Linked DNA regions of Mus musculus: region 1 is linked to region 2. The links are chromatin contacts, called in public HiChIP or PLAC-seq maps. All regions are on one chromosome and are shown on one strand. Each heading gives the region's core, a stretch centred on a gene start, on an enhancer-like site or on the middle of the called end of the contact. The rest is flanking DNA. Distances are from core to core; before and after follow the strand shown.

Region 1 (6,017 bases), core at 864-3,363, 1.3 Mb after region 2:
CGTTCTGGAAAAATTCCACCCTCCTCTACTCTGAGCTCCAGACTGAAGGGTCAAAGGTCAGATCAGTTGCCACAGAACTAAGTCTTTTGTTTTGTTTTTGGTTTTTTTTGAGACAGGGTTTCTCTGTGTAGCCCTGGCTGTCCTGGAACTCACGCTGTAGACCAGAGCCTTGAACTCAGAAATACACTTGCCTCTGCCTCCCAAGTGCTAGGATTAAAGGCATGCACCACCAATGCCTGGCCAGAACTAAGTCTTAACATCAGAGCCTAAGTGAGGCATGGTGGTGCATGCTTTTAGTCCCGGAACTCAAGAGGCAGAGGCAAGTAAATCGCTAAATTTGGGGCCAACCTGGTCTACAGAGCAAGTTTCAGGACATCCAGGGCTACACAGAGAAACCCTGTCTCAAAAAAACAAAAACAAATAAAAAAAAACAAGCAAAAAAAAAAAAAAAAAAAGAATGAAAGAAAGGAAAGATTAAGAGAAAAAGAATATGTGCTTTCTTTGAATTCTTAGGTTTTTGAGCTAGTCCTCAGGATAGCCCAGGCTGCTGTGCAACTCTGAAGAGAAGAAGGCTGTCCTTCAACTCCTGTCCTTCCTCCCAAGTACTGAGGTTACAGGGCTGCACACACCTTTATTTTTTTGTTTTGTTCTTGGCTTTGTTTGCTTGGTTTTGAAACAGGGTCTCACTATACAGTTCTGGCTAGCCTGAAACTCACTGTGTAGACCATCATGGCCTCAGACTCACAGGATTCGTGGGACTCTGGCTTCAGAGTGCTTGGATCAAAGGCTGGTTTTTGTTGTTGTCGTTTCCCTTTCTTGCAGTACTGAGCTGAGCTCAGGGCCTTGTGTGTGTATGTGTGTACATATGTATATATGTGAATATGCATATGTGTATATATGTATATACACATATATGCCAGTCAGGCTTTCTACGACTGAGCTACATTTCCACATCTCCAGCCCAGTTTTTACTTTTTACTTTTTACTTTTTTTTTTTTTTTTTTTTTGAGACAGGATTTCATTATCTCTCCCTAACTGGTCTGTAGACCAGGCCAGTCTCAAACTCTTAAGAGATCCTCCTGTTGCTGAGATAAAAGTATTATGCCCAGCTCATGAGACCCCTGCTTCCCCAAGAGACCACCAGGGCCCCCAATTCTGATGCAAATACTTGTGAGAGTCTTTATTCAAGCTCGAGCTTGGGCTACAAACCTTCCTGATGGAACAGGAAGGAGAGTGACCCCAGCTCTAGGTGAAGGGGTTTATAAAGGAAAAAAACCTGCAAGCAGGGGTTTCTTAGCCCTGGCATTACATGAAAGGGTAAAGGAATGTTGGCCTCTCAATGCTGGGGGGCATATCGCTTCAAGGACAGCAGGCAGTAGCTTTTTCCAAGTACAGCAGCTTATAGTAGAGTTTATTCTGCTACCTCAGTCCCTTCAAGAGGTGTGCACACCACTCTTGGCCTGTTTTGTTTTTTGCTTAGAGCTAGTGTTCAAATTGTCTAGGCTGGCTTTGAACCTGCCTCCCTTCCAAGTAGCAGCTGAGATTATAGGAGTTTGTAGTTACAGCTCCCTTGGCTGTTTTCTTTCTTGTTGAATAAAAGGCCACCTCACACAGTTTCTTGCACTTAGCACAGCACAGACCCTTACTGGGCACAAAATCGGGTTGGTGAAATTTAGGAGTAAGGACAGGTCCTATGCTCAGGCAAGGTACCTTCTCTTACATCTCTGTATCATAAACAGCACCAAGGCATCTGCCCTTCACATGACCCCGGCTCCTAAAAGATACTTTGTCAGCTGTCGCCAGGGAGAGAGACTGGATTTTCTCTCCGTTTATTGGTCAGCTTTGCACCTTGGCGAAGTCCTTGTTACTACCCGAGAACGAGAGGCCATTGGCCAGAACACCTCACAATGCCTTGGTAGCGCTCAGAATTCTCGTGATTGGCTGGCGACTATTCTCCAAGAGCCTATGGCCTGGAACTGAGTTCTGCTGCCTGGCTCCAGGAGTCTTTGAGTTTCTTCTGGCGCGGCTTCTCATTGGCTGTCGGTGGTACAAAGCCTTGGAGAGTGTGCACCTGATCCCGCTGGAGGGCGACAGGACCTAGAGCAAGGTCCAGAAGCTCAACGACGACGACTACGGCGGCGGCGGCGGTGGTGGTGGTGGTGGTGGTGGTGGTGGCGGGCAGCAGAGTCGAAGAAGGCCTCTTGACCAGAAGAGGACTCAGTCTTCTTTGAAGATCTGTTCTGTGTCTCTGCCCGGGTTTTTCTTGGAGCTCCGCATCTCTGCCTGGACAGAATCCTGATGGTATGGTGCGCGTTGTGCAGACCTTTTTAGGAATGGCCAAAGGAGGGATGCTTAGCTCCTGTGTCTTTGGTTACCTCCTAATTCAGTTGTATAGTCAGTCGTTTTACTAATTGGGCTTTTTGCATCCATATCTACCACACCCCCGTCCAAATTCCTACTCTTCAATGGTGCTGGAAATCTCGTATTCTCAAGAATTCGGATTGAGATCCAAACGGGATTGGTGCAGGGAAGGTGAACCCAGGAGCAAAGATGTTCTACTATCCTAACGTGCTTCAGCGCCACACAGGCTGCTTCGCCACCATCTGGTGAGCACAGGGCTGATGGCTATGCCAGGAGCCAGGTAGTGGGATCTCCCCTTGACAAGCCGTTCCTGCCCCCACCCCTCCAGGCTGGCAGCAACCCGAGGCAGCCGTTTGGTGAAGCGTGAATACCTAAATGTGAATGTGGTAAAGACCTGGTAAGATCCAGAAAAGAGGGAGGAATCGCTGGTGTGGGGCTTCTGGTTTTTGGGTGTTGCATTGATCAGGGCTTCTTGTTCTCCCAGCGAGGAAATCCTCAATTATGTGCTGGTAAGAGTGCAACCTCCGGTGGCCGGGCTGCCCCGCCCCCGCTTCTCCCTCTATCTCTCCGCCCAGCTTCAGATTGGTGTGATAAGGGTCTACTTTCAACAGTGCCAGTACCTTGTGGGTAAGGCTAGAGACTCCAGAGGTGGGCTAGAGCTGAAGGAGCCATGACTAGGTTGTTTATTTTACCGTTTTCACCCACAGAAGACATCCAGCATATCCTGGAGCACCTACATCGTGCCCAGCTGCGGATTCGCATTGATATGGAGGAGGCTGACCTGTGAGGCCCTGGGACTGAAACCATCCATACCAAGCTGCTTGGCCTCGTGCATTGTGTGTGTGTGTGTGTGTGTGTGTGTGTGTGTGTGTGTGTGTGTGTGAGAGAGAGAGAGAGAGAGAGAGAGAGAGAGAGAGAGAGAGAGAGAGGAGAGAGAGAGAGAGAGAGAGAGAGTAGGGGTAGAGGATCGGGAAGGGGGTAGGGAGAGAGGGCACTGTATGCATGTGGAGGTCAGAGAACAGCCAATAAAGTGGGCTCTCTTCCTTATGCTAGTTCAAATTCAGGGATGAAATTAGGGACTGTGGGGTTTGGTGGCATCACCTTTACCAGCCGAGCCATCCCACTCACCCTCAGTCTCTCTCCTTTACATCCCTGTTCTCGCCCAGACCTAGCTTGCTTCTTCCCAACTGCCTGGCCATGATGGAGACGCTGGAAGATGCCCCAGAACCCTTTTTTGGGAAGATGTCTGTGGATCCTAGACTTCCCAGTCCTTTTGATATTCCTCAGGTAGGGTTCACTCCCTTAGGACCCCTCAGAAATCACGAGATAACAGCGTAGGAGGAGGAGTTAGTTGGTGTTCCTGTCACTCTGGAGCTGAGATTTAGGAATGGGACATTGCCATGGAACAAGGGGGTTGCTGGGTGCAAGCAAGCAGAGCCCCAGATCCTGCTTACGAAAGGGCCAACCTGATAGGATGGTGTCCTCGCCAGAGGTGTTCTCCCTGCCACCTCCCACCGTTCCCACCACCGAGACCCTACTCTCAGGCTTCACCTGGTTATGTTGGCTTTTCTTCCCTGTCTTCTTCCATCTCCCACAACTTAGATTACATTACTCCAGCCACCATTTCCCATCTAAGCAGCGGGTCCTGAATGCAGACAGTAACAGCATCCAGGGATCCCTCGGTACCTGGATTTAGGGGTTCTCATCCCTACTCTGTCCTCTTCTCTAGACACCTTAGTTCCCAAACCCCAGCCCATTGCACATGTCCCATAGGTGCCACAATTACTTGTGACAGTGAGCATCCCAACAGTGTAAGAGTGGCCAGTCATTCTCTGCTAGTCAGGTTCTACTTGTCCTTCCAGACTTAGCTCAGATGCCACCCTTTCCATGAAATCATCCCACTTGAAGCCAAAAGTAAATGATGCCTGGAATCTGAATGCTTTGCTAAGGCTGCTTTTTCATAGATCTATTAGAATTGTACACAAATTTGTCTCCACCACCAGCTACCCATGACAACACAAATTGACCAGGCTAATTTGGGGGGTGAGCTTAGGGCCGGGACAGGAGGGACACTAGGTGGTGGTGGCCTCTGACATACTGTTGTCAAATGGCACAAACATCTGTTAGGGCTGGAGGGGTAGTCTACTGGTAGAGTATTTGCTTACCATGTACAAGGCCCTAGATTTGATTCCCCAAACACACTCACACATACAGACATACTACACACATACACACTCACACTGGATGTGGTAATGTAAGCTAAAATAAGAATTCAAGAGTCTCAAGGAGGGCTGGAGAGATGGCTCAGTGGTTAAGAATACTGGTGGCTCTTCCAGAGGTCCTGAGTTCAATTCCCAGCAATCACATGGTGACTTACATGCAGATAGAACACTCGTGTATATATAAAATCAATAGATAAATCTTTTTTAAAAAGTCTCAGGGAGGAGAGCTGTCAAGCAGGAAAGGACTGGAACTATGGCTCAGTGGTTGTGTGTCCTGCTCTTGCATAGGACAGGACTTCACCACCAGCCTTCAGCCACCTATAACTCCAGCTCTGGGGATCCAACATCTATTGCCCTCTTCTGACCTCCAAGGGTGCATACAAACATACATAAAGTATTTTAAAACAATTTTTAGGCCAACCTGGGCTACACAATAAGACCTGTCTCAAAAACAAATAAATAGAAGAAGAAAGCTAAAATTCCAAGATAAAAAATAGAGATACTGCCAGATAGGTGTCCAGTGTGCACCTAGTGTGTGAAGAGAGGATACAGAGGACTAAAGATGAGACCTATCTTTTCTTCCCAATTTCTTCCCAAAGATTCGACACCTTTTAGAGGCTGCAACCCCGGAAAAAACTCGTAAGGAGACCCTTCCTGAAGCCACTCCAGACCCCAGGAAGCCTGGTTAGCAGAGAGAATCTTGCTGTAAAAGGGTGCAGAATCCCCAAGGGCTGAAAAATACCACTTTAAAAAAAAAAAAAAAAAGCCAGGCCCAGTTGGCCCCAGTGATCCACACCTGTAACCCCATCTCCTAGAGGAGCTGAGATGGGAAAACTCCAAGTACAACACATGCCTGGCTTAAGTACTGAGTTCAAAGCCAGCTAAGACCGGTTAAGGAGATCATTTAAACATTTACTTTAAAAAGGGGGAGGGGGGGCGCTGGAGAGATGGCTCAGTGGTTAAGAGCACTGACTGCTCTTCCAAAGGTCCTGAGTTCAAATCCCAGCAACTACATGGTGGCTCACAACCACCCATAATGAGATCTAATGCCCCCTTCTGGTGCCTCTGAAGTCAGTTACAATGTACTTAAGATATAATAATAAATAAATCTTAGCTGGGCAGTGATGGTGTACACCTTTCATCCCAGCACTTGGGAGGCAGAGGCAGGTGGATCTCTGAGTTCAAAGTCAGCCTGGTCTACAGAGTGATTTCCAAGACAGCCAGAGCTACACAGAGAAACCCTGTCTCGAAAAACAAAACAAAACAAAGTCTCAAGTGGACATCAGTAATCCCAGGACTCAGAAAGTGGAGGCAGAGCCAGGCGTGGTGATGGTATATTTAGTCCCAGCACTGGGGAGTCAGAGGCAGGCTTATCTGAGTTTGAGGCCAGCCTGGTCTACAGAATGAGTTCCAAGATAGCCAGGGTTATATAGC
Region 2 (5,878 bases), core at 2,431-4,930:
CAATGACATGTACCTGTAAGCCTAGCACTCAGAAAGTCGAGACAGGAGGACCATAAATTCAAGGTCAACCTAGGCTACAACATATCACAAATGGTTTCATTTTTGACCATTGCCATGGTTTGAACCCTGAGTGTTCCCCAAAGGATCAATGTTGGAGGCTGGCGCTATTTGGAGCTCTTAGAGGTAAGATCCAGCAACAGAAGTTAAGTCATTAATAGTGTAATTTTTAGAAGGTTGGGACTCTGTCCATTTCCTGTCTCTTTGCTTCCCACCCACCATCAGGTGAACAAGACTCTTCTGCCATGAGCCCTTGCCACAAAGTAATATGTCACCATAGGCCAAAGCAATAAAGCCAAACAACTGTAACCCAAAAGCCCAGAAATGGTGAGCCACCTTTTCTCCTTCTAAGTTGAATTTCTTATCAAGGTGACAGACAGTTAATGCAGTCATGCTATGGTCTCCTGTATTTTCAAGATCCTACTTGAGGTCACTTGGATCTACATGTGATCTTAGCCAAAGGCCAAGAAGGGATATTTGATTGGATCCATACATTTATTATCTTCATCATCTTGAAAATTTTAAGCCACCAGTTTTTACATTCTCCCCTGCATCTCATTCCTAAACTCCAATTACATGTATACTAGACCGTTAGATATTATCTCACAAGTATTTTTAGCCTTTATTCCCCCTGCACCTTAGTTTAAATGGTCTCTTTTATCATCCTCGAATTCATTGTTATTTTCTTTTACAGTCTAATATGATGTGAGTTGACTCAGAGAATGAATCATTTGTTTTCAAATATTCTGTTTGCTTTCTTCCTTTTTTTCTGAGACACCATTTCATCATATAGCCCAGGCTGGCTCAAACTTACTCTACAGTCAAGGATGACCTTGAACTTTTGATCTACCTGCCTCTACCTCCAGGTCACGGGAATACAAGTATGTGCCCCCATGTCCAGTGTATTTGGTGTGGGGGATCAAACCCAAGGCTTTGTGCATTCTAGGCAAACACTTTACCCTCTGAGCTGCATCCCCTGTGTCTTCAATCTAAGTCTCTCGGATTTTGTTTCTGGCTCTCATAGTTTCTTTCTTTCTTTATTTTTTTCCCCAACCTTTAAACCCTGACACCTGGCACTGCAGCATTCTTTTCTGCTAATTCATCATCTCTGTTGTTTCTGGGTGGCTTGTGTTCTGTTGTTTCTGGGTGGCTTGTGTTCTGTTGTTTCTGGGTGGCTTGTGTTCTGTTGTTTCTGGGTGGCTTGTTTTCTGTTGTTTCTGGGTAAACTGTGTTCTGTTGTTTCTGGGTGGCTTGTTTTACTTTTCTCTGCTCCTACTAATATTTCAGATTTTTTCCCCATTTTGTTTTGTTTTTGTTTTTCCAGACAGAGTTTCTCTGTGTAACCTTGACTGTCCTGGAACTCACTCTGTATACCAGGCTGGCCTTGAACTCACAGAGATCTTCCTGCCTCTGCCTCTGTAGTGCTGGGATTGAAGGTGTATGTCACCACTACCTGGCTGATATTTCATATTTTTAAAAATCATTTATTTTTATTTTATGTGTATGAGTGTTTGCCCTCATGTATGTCTGTGCACTATGTGGAGTGCCTGATACCCGATGAACTAGCAGAGAGCATCAAATCTCTTGGATTTGGAAATAGAGACTGTTTTGAGCCCACTGTATGAGTGTGAGGAATCACACTCAGGTTAACTGAACCATCTCTCCAGCCCTGATTTTTTTTTTTTAGCTCTGTTCATTTTTTATTGAACATCATGCTTATTAAATTTTATCAGATATTAAATAATGTGACTATTACATTGTTGAAATTGTTAGCGTGTATTGTCTTCCTTAAAGTAATATTTAATTTTGCCTAAACAAAAAAGATAAAATTTTCCAAGATTTTTGTTTGATTTTTGCTTTGCTTGTTTGTTGAGACAGACTTTCTTTATGCAGTCCTTGCTGTCCTAGAACTCACTGTGTAGACCAGGCTGGTCTCAAACTCACAGAAAGACATCTGTCTCTGCCTTTTGAATGCTGATATTAAAGGCCTGTTCCCACCACATCTGACAATAGATGATAGATAGATAGATAGATAGATAGATAGATAGATAGATAGATAGATAGATAGATAGACAGACAGACATTTAGGCATGCATATATGAGTGTTGTGCTTGCTTATATGTATTTGTACCACACACTTGCCTAGTATCCATAGAGACAGACAAAGGTGTCAGAACTCTTGGAACTGGAGGTGTATGTGGTTGTGAGCTGCTATGTACATACATAAGAATATGTGCACGCACACACACACACACACACACACACTCTCTCTCTCTCTCTCTCTCTCTCTCTCTCTCTCTCTCTCTCTCCAAAATAAAAGTCGCAAATTTCGGGGTTGGATATGGCTCAGCGGTTAAGACTATTTGCTGCACCATGGTGAATACCAGAGTTCAGATCCCAACACTTATGCAACAAACACCTCTAACTCCATCCCTCTTCTGGCCTCCGAGAATGTACACTCATACAACACACGACATCTATGAAATAAATAAGTTTTTATTCCTCCAAAGTATCTAGTAGCATATGAAGAAGTATATGTGATCAACCCCCTCCTTCCTGAGCAGTAATTTATTTTTCACATTACTTTTTTTTTTTAAGATAAGGTCTCCATTTTTAACCCTGGCTGGCCTTGAACTCACCACTTACCTGAGTCAGCTTCCTCTTCAGTGCTGGGATCACAGGCGTGCAGCACCATACCCACCTTATTTCAATTTATGCTTTAGGGAAGCTTTTAGTTTCAAAAAATACACAACAAAATCTACAAATAGATAGTAACAATCTTGAGACAACAGATCCAAGACATCAAGTTCAACTTTCATCTTTAGTTTCCTCGGTTATTTCCCGGAAACTGCCTTCCCTATAGCTTTGTCAGATTCCAGGCTACTTTCAAATTTCATTGGATCTGTAATTACAATATTACCTTGCAGTAAGAAAAAACCCACGCCAAGCACAGATGTAAAAGCTATTGTTTTCGCCTTTCTGGTTTGCCTGTTTGTGGGGTTAATTCTAGTTTGAGATTTTGTTTATTCATTATCTTCTTGTGACAGGCAGGGTCTCTCTGCAGTCCTGGCTAGCCTTAAACACAATAGGTAACCAAGATTCACCTCGAATTTTAGGCAATCCTCCTGCCTCCGCCTCCCAAATGCTGGGATTATAGATTTGAGGCACTATTCCAAGAGTAAAGGCCATTTTTAATCCAAGAATTATTTTAACCCAGGGAACAATTACAGTTTGGGAAATGGAAGGGAAAACAGGAAATATGCTATGTTTACACTGCCACTTAACAGCGCATCCTGTCTCTTAGTTTCTTTTCTTTTTTTTTTTTTTTTTTTTTTTTTTTTTTGATTTTCGAGACAGGGTTTCTCTGTATAGTCCTGGCTGTTGTCCTGGAACTCACTTTGTAGACCAAGCTGGCCTCGAACTCAGAAATCCGCCTGCCTCTGTCTCTTAGTTTCAATCTCTGCGGAATCTTGACTTTTTTAAACCACTTCAAATACCATCGCCTGTCTTCATTCTCCCTCACTACCTGATCTGTGACGTCAGGTCTGACTGCCTGCCCATTTCCAAAATGGCCTCCCCCGCAGCGTCAAAGTTCTGAGTGCGCGTGCGCGAGAGTAAGTTCCCTCTTCCCGGCAAGATGGCGAGGAATTTAGTGTGCGGTCGCTGGCAGCTTCTGCGACTCCTACGACCCCAGCGTTCGGTAAGGTTCCGTCCAAAGCGCGGGGATGCTGCCTTGTCCTTGTCACCTGAGCTGAGGTCACGAGCAGATGCTGACCTGGTCACTGCGACCTGCGAGTCATGACCTCCGGTCGCGTGAGGGCACCACCGGGTTACGTCCCGGGGTTGGTGGCCTGGTTTCTCTGTAGCTGTTTGGAAACTGCCTGCGACCCTGAGCCGTGACCTCTGGGCCCCGTCCCCGGGCTTCGGTAACAGGATGCGGGAGACCCTAACCGGAGCTGCACCCTGCACGCTCCAGTGCATGGCTTCGGGGCCTGTAGTCTGTGCGAGCAGAGTTGCAGCGCCCCACTGCTGCAACCGCAGGCTGTCTGCGGGAGAGGCGGGTCGGCTGGGACTCAAGGCCTTCCCTTCCTTTCACATGGTCAGTACCATAGCGTCGCAGTGTCCCTGAGACCGCTGGCCGCCGAGCTCCTCGCAGCCCGCCGGGGTAACGGGCGGCCACCCTGTGCTCTTCTCGCCGTCTTCACTCCTCGCTGCATCAGTACATCTGCCACCCTCTTTGCAGAAGCCCAGGTAAGAGGTTCCCGCTGAGGAAAGGAGCACGACTTCTTGGCCCCTTTCTTTTGGTTCTGTGTTGTTTTGTTTGTTTTGTTTTGCGGGAGACAGTGAATGTGTAGCAGAGTTCTCACACTCCTCCTAAGTTCCTCCTAATATTAACCTGTTTGGAGTAGAAGTAGATTCTCATCTCAGGCAACTCAGTGAGGAAATGCCTAAAAGTGCTGAGAAATTTGTAGGGCAGGCAAAATGACCCTGCTGTACAAAAGCTCTTGCTATTGCAACCCTGGTAAACCGAGTGCCAACCCTGGAACCCAAGTAAAGGTGGAGCAGGTTGTGGCACAATCCTAGTAACCCCAGCACTTGGGAGGCAGAGATGGATAGATCTCTGAATTCAAAACCAGCCTGGTCAACATAGAGCTGTGTAGTGTGACCTTGTCTCAAAAATGAAAAAAAATAAATAAATAAATAATGAAGGAAGAAGGCGCCACACAAAGTTCATCTCTGACTTCCACACATGCTGTGGCATGCATGCCTACATACATCACACACACAAGATAAAAAAAAATTAAGCCTGGCGGTTGGTGGCGCACGCCTTTAGTCCCAGCACTTGAGAGGCAGAGGCAGGTGGATTTCTGAGTTCGAGGCCAGCCTGGTCTACAAAGTGAGTTCCAGGACAGCCAGGGCTACACAGAGAAACCCTGTCTCTAAAAACAAAAAACAAAACAACAAAAAAATTAAATTTGCCTGGCATGGTGGCGCACGCCTTTAATCCCAGCATTTAGGAGGCAGAAGCAGGCAGATTTCTGAGTTCGAGGCCAGCCTGGTCTAAAAAGTGAGTTCCAGGACAGCCAGGGCTATGCAGAGAAACCCTGTCTCGAAAAACCAAAATAAATAAATAAATAAATAAATTTAACTAATTAATTAAATTTTGTATTATATTCAAGACACTACCAGAGGAGTGGTGGTAAGCCAATAAAGTGAAATGTGATTGTGAGTTTGTGTGTTTGTGATCTGTGTGATTCTTTGAATACTGTTTCTTAGAAGCCTGTGTAGGATTTTTCTCAGAGAGATTTATCATATTGTGTTATGAGTGTGTGTGTGTGTGTGACGGTGTGCATGTGTACATGAGTGCCCATTAGAGAGCCTGAGGCTGGAGTTACCAGTGGCTGTATGCTGCTCTACAAGGGTGCTAACGACGGAAAATGGATCCTCTGCTGGAGCTCTTAGCCCCTGAGCCATGTCTTGGGATGTAGTCAGTAACAGAGCTCTTGGTTAGCATGTACAAGGCCAACCTGAACTACAGAGCAATCAAGATCCTGCCTCCAAAACTAACCTTCCCACCCACCCACTACCATTTAAAAAAAAAAAAAAAGAAGGAAGGAAGGAAGAAAGAAAGAAAGATTGGGAAAAAAAATTGAATTAAAGAGAATTTTGGGCTGAGGGCCAGCTCAGTCAGTGGTCTGTGTTCTTGCCAGATGTGTGTGAGGCCCTGAGTTCAATTTCTAGCACAGAACAAAAGGATTCCAAGTACTGTTGATTTGGAATATGGGAAGGGCAATGACCATGATGCTCACTCAGATGACTG

What was found. HiChIP or PLAC-seq counts read pairs in DNA pulled down with a chosen protein or histone mark.
Region 1: an H3K27ac HiChIP or PLAC-seq map of microglia shows a contact between it and region 2, with 4 times the contacts expected there. The contact joins the promoter of Rec8 here to the promoter of Oxa1l in region 2. A contact is called at or near these places in 2 of 39 promoter capture datasets (liver and pre-B cells) and 1 of 115 datasets of contacts at active chromatin or transcription factors (microglia).

What each region holds. Positions count from the first base shown.
Region 1 is chr14:55,616,053-55,622,069 of GRCm38.p6, forward strand. Rec8 (REC8 meiotic recombination protein) reads left to right here and starts at 2,114. Exons shown (of 20, transcript NM_020002.3): 1 at 2,114-2,301; 2 at 2,494-2,606; 3 at 2,690-2,758; 4 at 2,846-2,988; 5 at 3,069-3,144; 6 at 3,528-3,648; 7 at 5,183-5,267. The coding sequence starts at 2,551.
Region 2 is chr14:54,357,161-54,363,038 of GRCm38.p6, forward strand. Oxa1l (oxidase assembly 1-like) reads left to right here and starts at 3,681. Exons shown (of 10, transcript NM_026936.3): 1 at 3,681-3,757; 2 at 4,162-4,308. The coding sequence starts at 3,695.